Regions from separate parts of the Mus musculus genome. Here region 2 is linked to region 1. Evidence: chromatin contacts called from public promoter capture Hi-C data. All regions are on one chromosome and are shown on one strand. Each heading gives the region's core, a stretch centred on a gene start, on an enhancer-like site or on the middle of the called end of the contact. The rest is flanking DNA. Distances are from core to core; before and after follow the strand shown. Region 1 holds the start of Hp (haptoglobin). Region 2 holds the start of Osgin1 (oxidative stress induced growth inhibitor 1).

Region 1 (6,572 bases), core at 2,301-4,800:
AAAGTTGGCGTTCCGCCCCCAGCCAGACACGTAGCCCACACGGCCTGGTGCTATGTAGTCTTTGGAAGGCAGGCAGATAGGCATGACTCTCTCGGTTACAAGCACCCTCTGCTTGAGTTTGATTAGCCCGATATCCACCACGGAGTGGTTGGGGTGGAGAACGACCTTCTCAATCTCCACCAGCTGGTTTTTCCCCACGTAGAGCGTTAGGGTGGGGGTGATGTCCTTGGCTGACGCCGTCTCGCTGTGGTTCAGGAAGAGGTTTTTGGCCGTGGTCAGCAGCCACTGGTCACTGATCAACGTGGCCCCGGTGGTGAGTCCGTGGCGGGAGATCATCTTGGCCTGCCAAGGAAAGCTGCCTTTGGCATCCATAGAGCCACCGATGATGCGCTGCACCTGGTCCACAGGGTGCTTGGGCTTCCCACACACTGCGGAGGGAGGGAGGGGGGAGGGAGGGGTATGAGCAGCAGTCCAGAGCAGGCCCCACCTACAGAGCCCCTGGAAGCATCAGCCACCGCTGCTTCCACACCCGACAGTCTGTGAACACTCAGCCCTTACCACCTGCTCGTCCTCACATTTCTGGCATTTATACACTAAGTGACTAAGCTTTTAAAACTCCTGGCTGATAAGCTAATATACATACATACATACATGCACCCTGCAGCGGCACCGGCAGAAACACAGATTTTACAGATGTGAAAACAGATAACCCAAACTGATAGCTGAAGTTGGGCTGAAGAGAGGAGAGCTACAGAATGCGGGAGTCCCAGTTGTTCCCAGACCCTGCCTTAGCCCTTGTGGGTTCAGCTTCTGTTGTTTCCTCCCTGGCCTGGTCCTTCCTAGGGTGTGGTGCCCTCTTTCCCTTCAACCAAGGCTCTGTGAGCAGGTGTTCTGGATGGAGGGCATCTCCGTGGGAAGCAGCTGACTCAGCCAACCCCCCTTAGCCTAAATGGGCATGGCATTGAGCTGTCCGGGAGGGATCCTGTCCCTCCTCCTTTGCCAGCTCTGGTTCTCTCTGACCCAGGCCACACAAGGGGAACACGGCCACATTTTAACCCCATGCTCTGAGAGCTCAACACCCACCTGCCTCACATTCGGGGAGTTTCTCTCCAGCGACTGTGTTCACCCATTGCTTCTCGTCGTTTAAGGTGTACACCCCTGAAGCAAAAGGAGATGAGATCAGAGAAAATGAATCTGGCCTAGGGATTAAAGAATTGGGCAGGAAGAAGTTAGAAACTGTCATGCGTGTAGGCTGCAGGACATCGTTGATAAAGACTACACTCCCAAGCAACAGGGGCCAGGGGATTGTAGCCCCTTAACAAGACAAAACAGGAAGCTGAGACAAGTTAAGTTTGGTGGAAAGACCACCACCAGAAGACAAGAACTTGATTCGAATCTTATTCCCCTGGTTCGAGGCAGTACTCGAGAAGTTTCTGGCCAGGTACCCCAGCCCCACCCATCAAACAGGGCCAGGGGTGTAGATGCAGGGGTGCTCATCCCAGCCTTACCATCTCCTTCGGCCCGTAGTCTGTAGAACTGTCGGCAGCGATAGCGAACCAAGTGCTCCACATAGCCGTTTGCAATCTCTGGGGGCTTTGGGCAGCTGTCATCTGCCGAGAAAAAGAAGCCAGAAAAAGGCTGTGGGTGCTCCGATGGCTCTCTGTGAAACGTCAGCAGACGGAGCTGCCCTGAGCACCAGACTCCCTCGCACCCGAATGGAAGCTGAGAAAGGGAGGCCTCAAAGATCTAGGCGAGAAGAGGATCTGGGTCTTCCTTAATACAGTGTGGGACTGATGTGGCCAGACTGGGGCTCAGCTGAGCTGGGGTGTGTAGCTCCTGGGGAACCCCAGAGACTCACCTTCAAAGTCCATGGCATCATTGCCCAACTCCACAGCAAAAAGCTGACCCCAGAGCAGGAGAGTGACAACAGCTCCCAGGGCTCTGTAGAGAAATGGCAAGAGGGAGTGGGGTTGGTCTCCTTGTACATGTGATCTCCTTACATACATGCATGCATGTACACAAAACACACACACACACACACACACACACACACACACTTTCCATTAAGCAGATACTAAAGGAAGAGAACAAGATGCTAAGACCAAAGAACTGCTTGCTACCCACCCCACCCATGCTTCAGCAAACTCCAGATGCACAAGAAGGGAATTTTGTAGAAGCTTAGAAAGGGACCACTGTGACAGAGGAAGGAAAGCACCGCCAGTGTGGCAGTATATGTGCCATCCCAGCTCTCCACACTCTGGCACAGAGGCAGGAGGATCGGGGCTTTGACCACAGCCTGTGCTGTGCCTATCTCAAAAAAAAGCTGAGAAGTGGGAGGTGGGAAAAGAGTGGAGTGGAGAGGAGGCCCAGGGCACAGTGGTGACCCCCGAGGTCCTGCGAGGGGAGGCCTCTGCTCCCATCCATTAAGTACCGGGCTATGAAGACATTGTTAGGACACTGTAACTAACTTAAAGATGACGGCTATAGTTTATTTTGCTATTCTCACTTTTGGAAATTTCCCATAATAAAAAGGTGGTTTTGATGTTTAATTTGTCATAGTCGCTGTTGTTGTTCTTAAGTCACAGTCCCATTCTTTGCCTAGGCTTTTCGCAAACTCCTGAACTCCCAGACTCACCCTGCCTCAGCTTTTGGAATCCCTGGGTGTGCACCATCATACATACATACATACATACATGCTACATACATACACACATCATACACACATACATACATGCTACATACATACATACATACATGCTACATACATACATGCTACATACATGCATGCATACATACATGCTACATACATACATACATACATACATACATACATACCGTATCATATGTGGTTGTTCCTATTACTTCATAGGTATTTGCCTTTAAAGGATTGCATATCAAGCCCAAGAATGCCAGAAAACTGTCTGTCTTCCTAACCTATGACTGTGGCCATCATTGGTACACAGACCACACTTAAATGCTACCCAGTTGCCTGCACATGCTGACCAGTCAGGAAGTTCTTCTGAACACTGTGCTTCTAGTCTTTTCGCTACCTTCAAAGTCTTTCTATTTTGATTAAAAAAAAAAAAAGTGGTCACCTTGATGGTGTCACTAAAATTTTAGCATGACAAGATTCACACTCAAAGTGCATAGTCAAGTTACAAGACCAAAAAAAAAAAAAAAATCTCCTAATGCTTTAGGTAAGTATACAGCAGTTCTGTGTTGCACTGCGTTCACAGTTGTCCTCAGCTGTGTGTGGCCTGCAGGCTGCAGGCTTAACTCCCACAGAAGGTTAGCTCATCAGCCTGGTTCCTGCATCCCAGCTTCTCACCTCTCCCCGTAGACTTATACTCGGTGTACTCAAAGTGGGAAGCGTGGGCTGTGGACTCACCTCATCGTGGACCTCTCTTGCCTCTCTCTGGAAGGGCTGGGCTGTGCTGACTCCGGCCGAGCCCTTTATGCCTCAGGGGTTTTATCCCACCACCACCACCACCACCTCCTCCTCCTTCTCCTCCTCCTCCTCCTTCCCCTCCTCCTCCATTTCTGTGTTTGCACAACGTCTCTAAGGTCACTGGCTGTTCCAGTAACCAAACCACAAAGCAAACCCCTGTCAAAAGCTGAGCTCTTGCTTCATACTTGGCCCTCTGCGTTGTGTTATTTTTACAAATCATGAAGAAATCTAGCAACTTCATGACCCCTCCCACCCACCACAATGGTGGATAACCCCTAGAGAGTGGGACGGGGAACAGGGGCATTAATCTGACACTTAATTGGGAGAGGGTGTTGGTTAGACCTTTTTTATTATTATTTCAAAGCCCCTTTAGACACCCTTGTGACCCAGCCTTAGCTGGAATTGTAAAGAAAGTGTTTTCCTTTTTTCAACCATGCTGCCTTAGTGTGGCCATCTCTGAGTGTGGCCAGCTCTGGAACTTGCAACCAACAGACTGGATTTATTGGGTCTTGATCCATTGTTCTTTAATCTCAGAGTGTCTAAAGCTATAGTGTAGACCGATATGGGACTCTTGTACTGGCTCTTTTATCTGGAGTTTTCAGTGCTGAGAAAAGTTTATCTCAGAACCATTTTCAAATCCAGTGTAGACATTCCTACACTCTCATTCAGAGAGCAGTAAACAGAAATTGGTTCCATTTGGCAGTTGCCCGCACCCACCCGTGAGGACATCTTCTGTTGCTAAAAGTGTTCCGACTTGAAATCAGTAAAGTGAGCCTGCTGTGTCTCCTCTGATTGTTCTTAGTGGAAAATCACACCACGTGGCTAATGTAGACACAGGGCAAACTCAATGGCAGGACATTCTGTAGCTTCACAGTCCAAATGGGCAGCTGAGAAAAGAAATCAATGCTTCAGCCATATACCTGTCCTGGCATGCTGTTCACTCAAATGTAGCAACTCAATCTAAATGGCTTCACTCGTTTAAAAAATAATTGTTTTTAAATTAGATCTCATCACAGAATCACTTGGGCTGTTCATAGTGGTATTGGTGTAGTACCACATCAACTGGGAAGAGCCCAGATCCCTATCAACAGGACACTGGTAACTAGTGTGCTTCATGGTCACTCCATGGGATATTGTCCGGCCATGCAGACACTTGGACAACAGAGAACAGGAATGATTTCACAGTTCTGACAAGAAAGGACAAAGCTGCACAGGAGAGCAGTGGGAAGTTCATTGCTCTGACAGAGCTCAAAGCCAAGCCCAGTTTGTTAAAGAACCCCAAACTCACAAACAACATCAAGACAATGAGAAGACAGGCCTGGAGCTATGGCTTAGTGGATAAGATCGCTCGCTGCTCTTCCAGAGGACCTGGGTTCAGTTCCCAGCATCGGATGGCTTACAACAGCTTGTGATTCCAGTTCCAGGGCATCCAGTGCCTCTGAACCCAGATGCAAGACACACACACACACACACACACACACACACACACACACACACACACCTACAATGCATATAGAAACAATAGAAGTAAAAAGGAAGATGCAAAAGTCACAGAAAAGGAGAGAATGTTTGCAGATGCTCTATTGATAAAGACTTAATATCCCAAATATGTGAAGGTCTCCTACAGAAAAATAACAAAACGACCACACAGTTAAAACATGAGCAAAAGATCACAGCATTCAGGAGCCTGGCTGGGAAAAAAAGAGGCAAAAATATAAATAAAGGATTTGAATAGATAATCCTTTAAGAGACACACATGTGCCAAAGAACACATGCATGCATGCAAAACAAGCATTGGGGAACACTGGAGAAACCGGAATCTTCATGGCACACTGTGGTAGGAATATAGAATGGTCCAAAGTCCACAGCACAGCTCCATGGTCTATCCAAAAGCTGGTAACAGAATTACTGTGTCGCAGCAATTCTACCTATAGGTATGTTGTTCAACAGTTTCCTCCCAAAGAGAAACATCCCCTACTGCAAGGAAAGTTCCTTTGGTAGGAAGGGAAACAACTCAAAATAGTTTCAGGAAGTTCCTGAAACTGATCAGACTCTCTAGGCCTATCCCTCCCAGAGTAAGCAATAAAGCTGAAAACAAACAAACAAACAAACAAAAAACAAAACAAAACAAAAAAAGACTCAGTCAAGTTAAGCTGCAAAGAAGACTCTGAAACCAGTTGCTTGGAAGAAGCAGAAGCCAGCCAAGCTGCCTGGAAGGGGTTTAAGATCAGAGTCATTTGGAAAGATCACTCTTCAACCTGTGCACCGAGATTTTGTGATCTGTCACTCATGCTGGGGTGGGCTTTGGCTATACATCTATCTTAGGGTCATTTCTGCTCCTGTGAGTCACCCCTCACCCATATTCCTATAAGTTACCCCACTAGAACTCACTGGCTCGCCAAGTTAGACTTTGGTGGCATCTGCACTTTGGTCTATTATGAGCTCCCACTCCGATGTGAGTAGATCATGTGTGTGCTGCATCTCATTTTGTATCTTGTTTACCCCCATACCTTATTTGGTTTATTCGTTTTTATTTATGTGAACGTGTCGCATAATGCATGCTGTTAAAACTTGTAAACATGGAAGTTTTTAATGGTTTCTCCATATTGACTTCAGTTCCAACAGTGCTCACTGAGTACAATCCATGTAACTTCCAAAACTGGCTTGTCTCCTTTTCTCAAGTTCTATTACTAGGTGCAGTCAATTTTCGACTTATTATTGCATCTTCCATTGGAAATGAAATGTCCTTACTTATCTCTAGAAACCCTTTGTGCCACAAGTCTCTCAGGATGTGCTAGCTTTCTTCTGACTAGTGTTCCTGTACTTCATCTTTTCTATTTACCTATAGAACTTACCTGTCCTTTGCCTTTTAACTACAATATTTGCTTCATTTATATTTAGTGTAATTACAGGTAGGGTTAGCTTTAAGTATACCATTGCTCTATTTGTTAGATGTTTTTAATCCACAACTTCTATTTTCCCGATTTCTCTGCTCCTACTTTATTATGTTACTCGGTTGCTGCTGTTTTGAGTTGGGTTTTGGTGAGGGTACTTTTGTAATGTCTCACTCTGTGAGTCTCACTCTGTAGCTCAGGTGCCCTGGAATTCATTAAGTAACCCATCA
Region 2 (6,810 bases), core at 615-3,114, 9.9 Mb after region 1:
GCACTAAAGGGAGTGTCTCAGCAGAAGAGCTAAACCCAAGGCAGCTCCCATTCAGGCTAGGGAAAGCTGCCCAGCCTAGTGGAAAAGGGACATGCAGAATGCATGGTCCTTGTTTTAAAAGAAATGACCAAGAATGTTAAGGAGACACCAGAGCATTAAACCAAGATTCTGACCACAAAGCCCTAAGCAAAAATTGCAGCCCAGGATCCCCCAGGGGAGCAGTAGCTTCTAGGACCAGATCCTTGAGCCGTGCCTGACCTTTCCCTTAAACCCAGGTCAGCAGCCAGCCTTGCCCACTCTGCCTCCTAACTACTCACCCCAGGATGGCGTCCCTCTTCACCCACCCCTGCAGGATGTGCCCCTCCGCCAGTTTATGGTGCACTAGGTACTCCCCGGGGAACAGACTCTCCCATTGAGACTGCTGGCACAGACTAGGGCTCAGGGGTTCCGTGTGTTTAGCAGTCCTGGGGACTGAAGCCAGGGCTTTGAGCATGTTGGGCAAGTGTTCTCCACTGAGCCATCTCCCAGCCCCGAGCCCAGGGTTTGAACATATCAGTGCACAATGGTACTTGGCCTTCAACCTAGGGTCTCATGCAATGCTAGGCACAGGTTCTACTGATCTATTCCCCAAAACCTATATGCGGTATTTTGAATAATCATTCTTTTAATCCAAGAAAAACAAAATATCATTTTTTAAATCAAAATGCTGTGCTAGCAGCCAAGACTCTTGCAGCCGAAGGATGTTCCACGAGGTGGGCCCAAGGACCCCGTCTTTCTTTACAACTCTGAAGTTTTCTTTTTCTGGAATTTGTATTCTTTACTTAATTTTTTTTCTTTAGAAAATTGTACCAAAGTGTCACTTTGTTTAATGAGTTCCTTTTTTTTTTTTAAAGAATTGTTTATGTAATATATATGAGTGTTCTGTCTTCAGACATACCAGAAGAGGGCATCAAATCCCATTACAGATGGTTGTGAGCCACCATGTGGTTGCTGAGAATTGAACTCAGAATCTCTGGAAGAGCAGCCAGTGCTCTTAATCGCTGAGTAGTCTCTTGGGTACTTAGAGTGAGAGCCTGACACTCCCCCCCCACCGCCCCTCCCCAGTTCTGGTCCTGGTGGTAGAGTGACAGCTGATCAGGACAGGAACAATGGCCACCAAGGTGAGTGCACCGACCTAAACCACTGCCCAACTTCCTTCTCTTGAGCCAAGGCTCCATATGGAAAAGCGCTATTCCAGACCCAGTGTGCAGTAAGGGATGTCTCCCTAGGACCCAGCTTCCGTTCACGGACCACAAGAACCGGCCAGCAGACTGGCGTGACCCCCTACAGGAAGAGAAGTCTATAAGGACCAGGGAGGACGGACACACACTCACATGCGCATGCACGCACACATGAGGGAGTCCAACTCAACCCCACTTTTCAGATGGGGAAACTGAGGTTTGTTCAGAGTCTCCAACCAGGAAGTCGCTGAGTGGGAGTTGTCGGGGTTGACCAGTGACTGAGGGTTTTTTCTGCACACACCCGTGTCCCCTCTCCCCACACGCTGGGGTGGGAAGTGAGTGGAAGATCAGAGCTTTCTGGAGTTCAGAAGCCAGCTGGCCAGCTATTTCTCAGAAGCCTACCACTCACTGGTAAGGAAGAGACCTAGTGGTCTCTTTCAAGATTCCCTAGTTCCTCCTTCAAACTGAACCCGGGAAGGGAGGAACTGGCCAGCAGGGGCCCTTTAAGACTGGCCAGGGCCAAGTTCATTCACCCAGGGGCCCCTGCTGACTCACGCTTATGAAAGTGATTTTCCTGGTCCCGCCCCTGCCTCCGCCTCCTCCCTGCCCCGCTGTGAAATACCCCTGCTAGCCTTGGGCCTCGCACAGCCTCTGGGATCCCCAGGGCTAATGGGCATCCTGTTCTTGCAGCAGGGCACCGTGACAAAGTCTCTCACCGTGTGACCAAGTTCCTCTGAGTGTCCAGACAACCCAGGCTCACCAGCTCCCTCCAGCTATCTACCATCCATCAGGTGAGTGGTCCGGGCAAGGCTGTGGGTGGGAAACAATAGCTATGGGGCAAGGGTGGGCAGACGGGGGTCAGGAAAGCCGGGGTGTACACTGACTGGTCCTGAGGAGGACTCTGGGAGTCCTCCCTGCACCTCCAGCGATGGCCATGGTTAAGTGTCTGGGACACTCTCCCCCAGCGGCCCCTGGCTTAGCAGCCTAATCCTAACTCGTGAAATAGCTGTTCCGGCAGGAAGGAGCATGGGTAGCCTTGCTCCTTCGAGGCACCAATGGCCACTGTGTCTCCAGCCTGGCGAGGTGCTCCAGTGGGTCCTAGGTACCAGGCTCAGACAAGCACAGCCGAGGGTTCCTGGGTACTCGGTTTACGGAAGGTGCGGTGGAGAAAGTGGTGGACCGTGGAGGTTGGGCCATCAGGCACCCTTGGGCCCAGGTGGAGCAGGCACTTGGAACGAGGGTTCACTGTGACTAAGGCCAGGTAACACTTGGCTGACTGCACACTTCCTCCTGCCCCAGGGCTTTGTGTCACTAGCAGCTGTCACTGCTACCTGTTGCTTTATTTGGGAATGGAGGGGAAAGGATCCCAAACGAGGCTGTCTAGGACCTAGACGAGATGTCCCCTCCCCTTCCATTTTCCCCAACCTCAGTTTCATTCATGAAGTGGGGATAAGAAACCCCCAGCTCTTGGGGGTGGTGGTGGCATTTTTAGAGACAAATGGTATATGGTTCCCAGCCCTCCCTGGCATGACGATTTCATAACCTTAGAAATGTCTGCAGTGTTACACCAGGGCAACTATCGCCACTTCTGAGAAACTCATTTTTTATGTGCTCATACCTGTGGGGTCAGAGGTCGATGGCTAGCGTCTTCCTCAGTCACTGTCCACACCTTCTTTTTCATTCTATTATCACTATCATTATTATTATTATTGCTAGAGAGAGCACAAGAACACGTGTAGAAATCAGACAGCCACCCCTCCCCCCCCCCCCCGCCAGGAGTCAGGGGTCAGGGGTCAGCTTTCTCCTTCCATCTTTATGTGAGTGCTGCCTGCCCATAAGTCACTGCCCTTGTACAACAAGTTACCTGCAGGGCCACTTCCCTCCAGGCTTCCCTCTCCTGGACTGAACCTGGAGCCTGTCATTCAGCTCTCTGGCGGGTGATCTCCAGGGGCCCTCCTGTGTTTGTCTCTCCAGACCTAGGATTACAGACATCTGCTTTTGACAGGAGTGTGGAGAATCTGAACTCAGTTCCTCACGGTTAGGCAAGCACTTTACCCACGGAGCCATCTCCCTGGCCCCTTAAATCAACAACTTGAGAACGTTATTTTTTTTTTCTATCAGCATTGCCCAACCAGAGAGACTCCGAAATATGCCAGTACTTTTAAAAACTGGTTATTCTAGCCTGGAGGTGGTGGCAGCTTTCTCTTGTAATATGAGTGGTTGGGAGGTGCAGGCAGGAGGGTCAGCAGTTCAAGGCCTGCCAAGGCTTATTCTAGTTTCAAGCCAGCCTGGACTACATGAGACCCTGTCTTAAACAAAATGAGCAGCTTACCCCAATTCTACAAACTGAGGCCCCTGGGTGGAACTGCAGGTTGGAAGAAGCCGTTTTGCCTTATAAACTAGTAGCAGGTACTTGTGGGTGGTTGTGAGGGTGAACAGCTTGGGGGCGTGTGACTTCTGGGGGGTGGTCAGGCTTGGCGGTGACCTCATGTGTATGGTACCCAGCAAGCAGCTCTAGGTGACACTTGTGCCAGCTGCGAGAGGGACCTGGACTTAGAGTGCAAAGTCCTCCCAGTGTGTTAGCCCATCCCACTTCCTGGGAAGCAATATGGGTGTCCCCTTGGGCCTGGCCTTCGTGGACAGGGCCTCCTGCTGCCACCAGTGAGGAGCTGTATGCTGGGGTGCCCAGGTCTCTGGGAATGGCCGGCATGCTGTTTTCAGGGGTGCTGGAATATCTAGTAGGGTTATACCTGCAGGGATCAAATTTCTGTTCTGTTATGGGCCCACTCTGAAACTTAGCAAGCATGACTTTATCCGCCCTCCCTCCACCCCCGCCTCAGTCTCTTCATCTGAGACATGGATTGTCGTGAGAATTAAGAGAGAGAAGGCACAGGAAAGCACCCTGTTAGGATGCTACCCTCACCTGTGTTGTTACTGTTGCTGGGTAATGAATATGGTGGGAGTGGGGAGAGACGCCAGGCCTTTGCTGTGCCCTGCGCACACCAGTGAGGGGACACCACCCTCCAGGAACTGTAGCTGAATTTCCAAGGCTCTGAGCACAGCTACACCCTCTAGTTAGTGAGCAACTGACCCTCTTCCAGGACACTGGAGCCAGAATCTGCTGCAGGACAGAAAGGGACAGTAGAGGCTTCCCACCCTCTACACCTGCAGAGGCTCAGAGAAGCCCCTGGGGCAGGGTGACCTAGTTCAAGTCCAATCCAGCTGACTGGAGGTGGAACAGGTTTCTTGGCAAACTGTAAAAGTCTGTGCAAAGCTCTCCAGCCTCTGTTTCTCTATCTGTAACACAGAAGTGATCAAAAGAGTACTTTCAACCACCCAGATTAAAAATTGTAAGCATAAACCTCTGGGGGAGGGGGGATGTTGGAACTTACAGGACGCCAGCTCGACAGATGCCTGGAAAAGCCTGGCGCCGGCTCTATAATTACTGCCATAGATGTGTTACCCTAGGGTCCTCTTAGGCCTTGTAAGGGAGACCACATGATCTCCAATAACAGCAAGGAGCCACCTGCACTGTCCCAGGAAGGAGGAGGAGGACCCAGCGGGTGCTAGGGACATGGGAGCCATCTTGACAAGTCTGCAAAGCTGTCCTAATGGCTGAGCACAGCTGAGGCTGAGGCTAGCAGATGGTTCTTGGCCAGCCCAGCTGTGAGCCCACAATGACGTGCAGGGGCATATCCTACTGGCAGACTGTTCCTCCCCTTGTAAGGCTCGCCCCTCACAGAGGAGCACTGAATACCAGCACCAGGTGCTAGGTCAGTTGTCCGGTCTGACTGGTTGGACTTGCCTGGTGGGAGATGCCGGATTTTGTGTTCCTGCACGCAAGTCACACGAGGCCCCAGCTGTGTTTTGTTGGCCCATGAAGCATTTATGTAAAGGTGCGTCACTGGCTGCCCACTTTTCCAAATTAGAGAGTTCACATACAACCCCCCAGAATTCCGCCTCCTCTGTAAGAGGAGATGTGTGTGACCTCTCAGAGCAGTGTGCTGCCACTAGGTGGCCTGAGGCTATCAGGGAACTCGCACAATAGCCCAGAGTCTTAGTCACCAGTTAGCCTTGGGTTAAAGTCCTGCCAGCAGCTTCCTCCGAGGGTCAGAGTGGGAGGAACATGCTGGATGGAGGAGCTCGTTGTCCTTGTTCTTCCGAGGGCCAACATTTTTTTTTTTTGTCCCTACCACCACCACCCGAGAAGGAGTCTGACACCAGCCCTCGTTCCTCAGTCACAGTCCAGAGTTGCTTGTGTTCCCTGGCGGGAGGCTGCCCTGGTCTGCCCTACTGCTGGCCTGGGAATGCAGCGCCAGCGCTTTGAGCAATTAGGCATTGTATCCACCAGGGGGCACATGAACTCTAAAACCCAGGTTTGCTGGCATTTTTCCCAAATCCAGCTGTCAAGAGTCTCCCCAAGTCCAAGGTCCAACCCCGCCCTGAGCAGGAGGTCAGGCAGGGCCTTCCTGACAGTAAATTCACCCCAGCAGATATTCCAGAACATTCTCCTACTTGCACAGCTTACTGAGGCTCAGGTCTGGGAACCAGCCCCACGTCACCAGCAAGGAAGTGGGTGGTGGCCCTGCAGCCACCAAAGAAGTCTTGTTTTGCCCCTACCTCTGGTACTAGGCAGGGGTCCTCTCCTTAAGGTGAAGTGTGTGTATGGGGGGGGGAGATGGATGGCATTAGGCTCCTGTTGGTGGCTCCTGGCTCTCAGGTGCCCCATGTGATAAGGACAGGTGTGCTGGATGCAGAGAGTGTGGGTAGATAGGAGGGAGATAGGAGGCTCCTTGTGGCTGCCCTGACTCCACCACGTAGCTGAGATGAGAAGGTGTGACTGACATCCTCCAACCTGACTACAGGGGCATTCTCTTTGTTCTGCTCTCCAGGTCAGCTGCCAGCCCCAGGCTGAACACCCACCCACCGAGCTATGACCTCCTGGAGGCACGACTCCCTTGGGGCCAGCAGCTCAGAGCCCCTCCCAGTAGTCATCATCGGTAAGTGTCACCCCACCCCAGCAAGGGCGGGGGATACACGAATGCTCTGCAGACCCCTGGGTCTGAGGCTAGCAAAGCCAAGGCTGGCCCCTAGACGGTTGCCTTTAAATGAATTGAATGAAGCTCGTTTGCTTACTGTGGAGCCGGCTCTATGCATAAGAGCACCTGCACCATCACCCGGTGTCCACAACTGTGCCAGACGCCCACATGGGGGACACAAAGATAGGGCCGTGGTTCCTGTCCTCAGCTCTGCAAAATCGAGAAAGGGGGCGCAAGCATCAGATCGACCCACACAAGCGAACATTTTTAAAGTGAAAAGCAGCCGGACAGCGATAAGCCGGGAAGGTCAGGCGGAGGATGCTCTGGTCCCAGCTAGGGGGAGCTTTGGTCCACTTAGACACCTCGGGGCTTGAAGCAGCCCGTCCTGATGATGGACCACCACCTCCAAGACTTTGTCACAGCCCTCCTGGCTTAGGCAAGCACTCTGCCTCTGAGCTACACTCCCACCTACCTTTTGCTTTTCCTTTGGGGCTCACTGTGTTGCACAGACAGGCCTTGAACTTGAGATCCTCCTGGTTCATTACCACACA

What was found. Promoter capture Hi-C pulls out the DNA fragments that hold promoters and counts their contacts.
Region 2: a contact with region 1 is called in a promoter capture Hi-C map of liver, with 3 times the contacts expected there. The contact joins the promoter of Osgin1 here to the promoter of Hp in region 1. A contact is called at or near these places in 1 of 39 promoter capture datasets (liver) and 1 of 484 Hi-C or Micro-C datasets (liver).

Annotation. Positions count from the first base shown.
Region 1 is chr8:109,575,622-109,582,193 of GRCm38.p6, forward strand. Hp (haptoglobin) reads right to left here and starts at 3,551. Exons shown (of 5, transcript NM_017370.2): 1 at 3,389-3,551; 2 at 1,859-1,941; 3 at 1,509-1,610; 4 at 1,084-1,158; 5 at 1-428. The coding sequence starts at 3,393.
Region 2 is chr8:119,435,283-119,442,092 of GRCm38.p6, forward strand. It overlaps Osgin1 (oxidative stress induced growth inhibitor 1), which reads left to right and starts at 1,865. Exons shown (of 6, transcript NM_027950.2): 1 at 1,865-2,011; 2 at 6,113-6,220. The coding sequence starts at 6,154.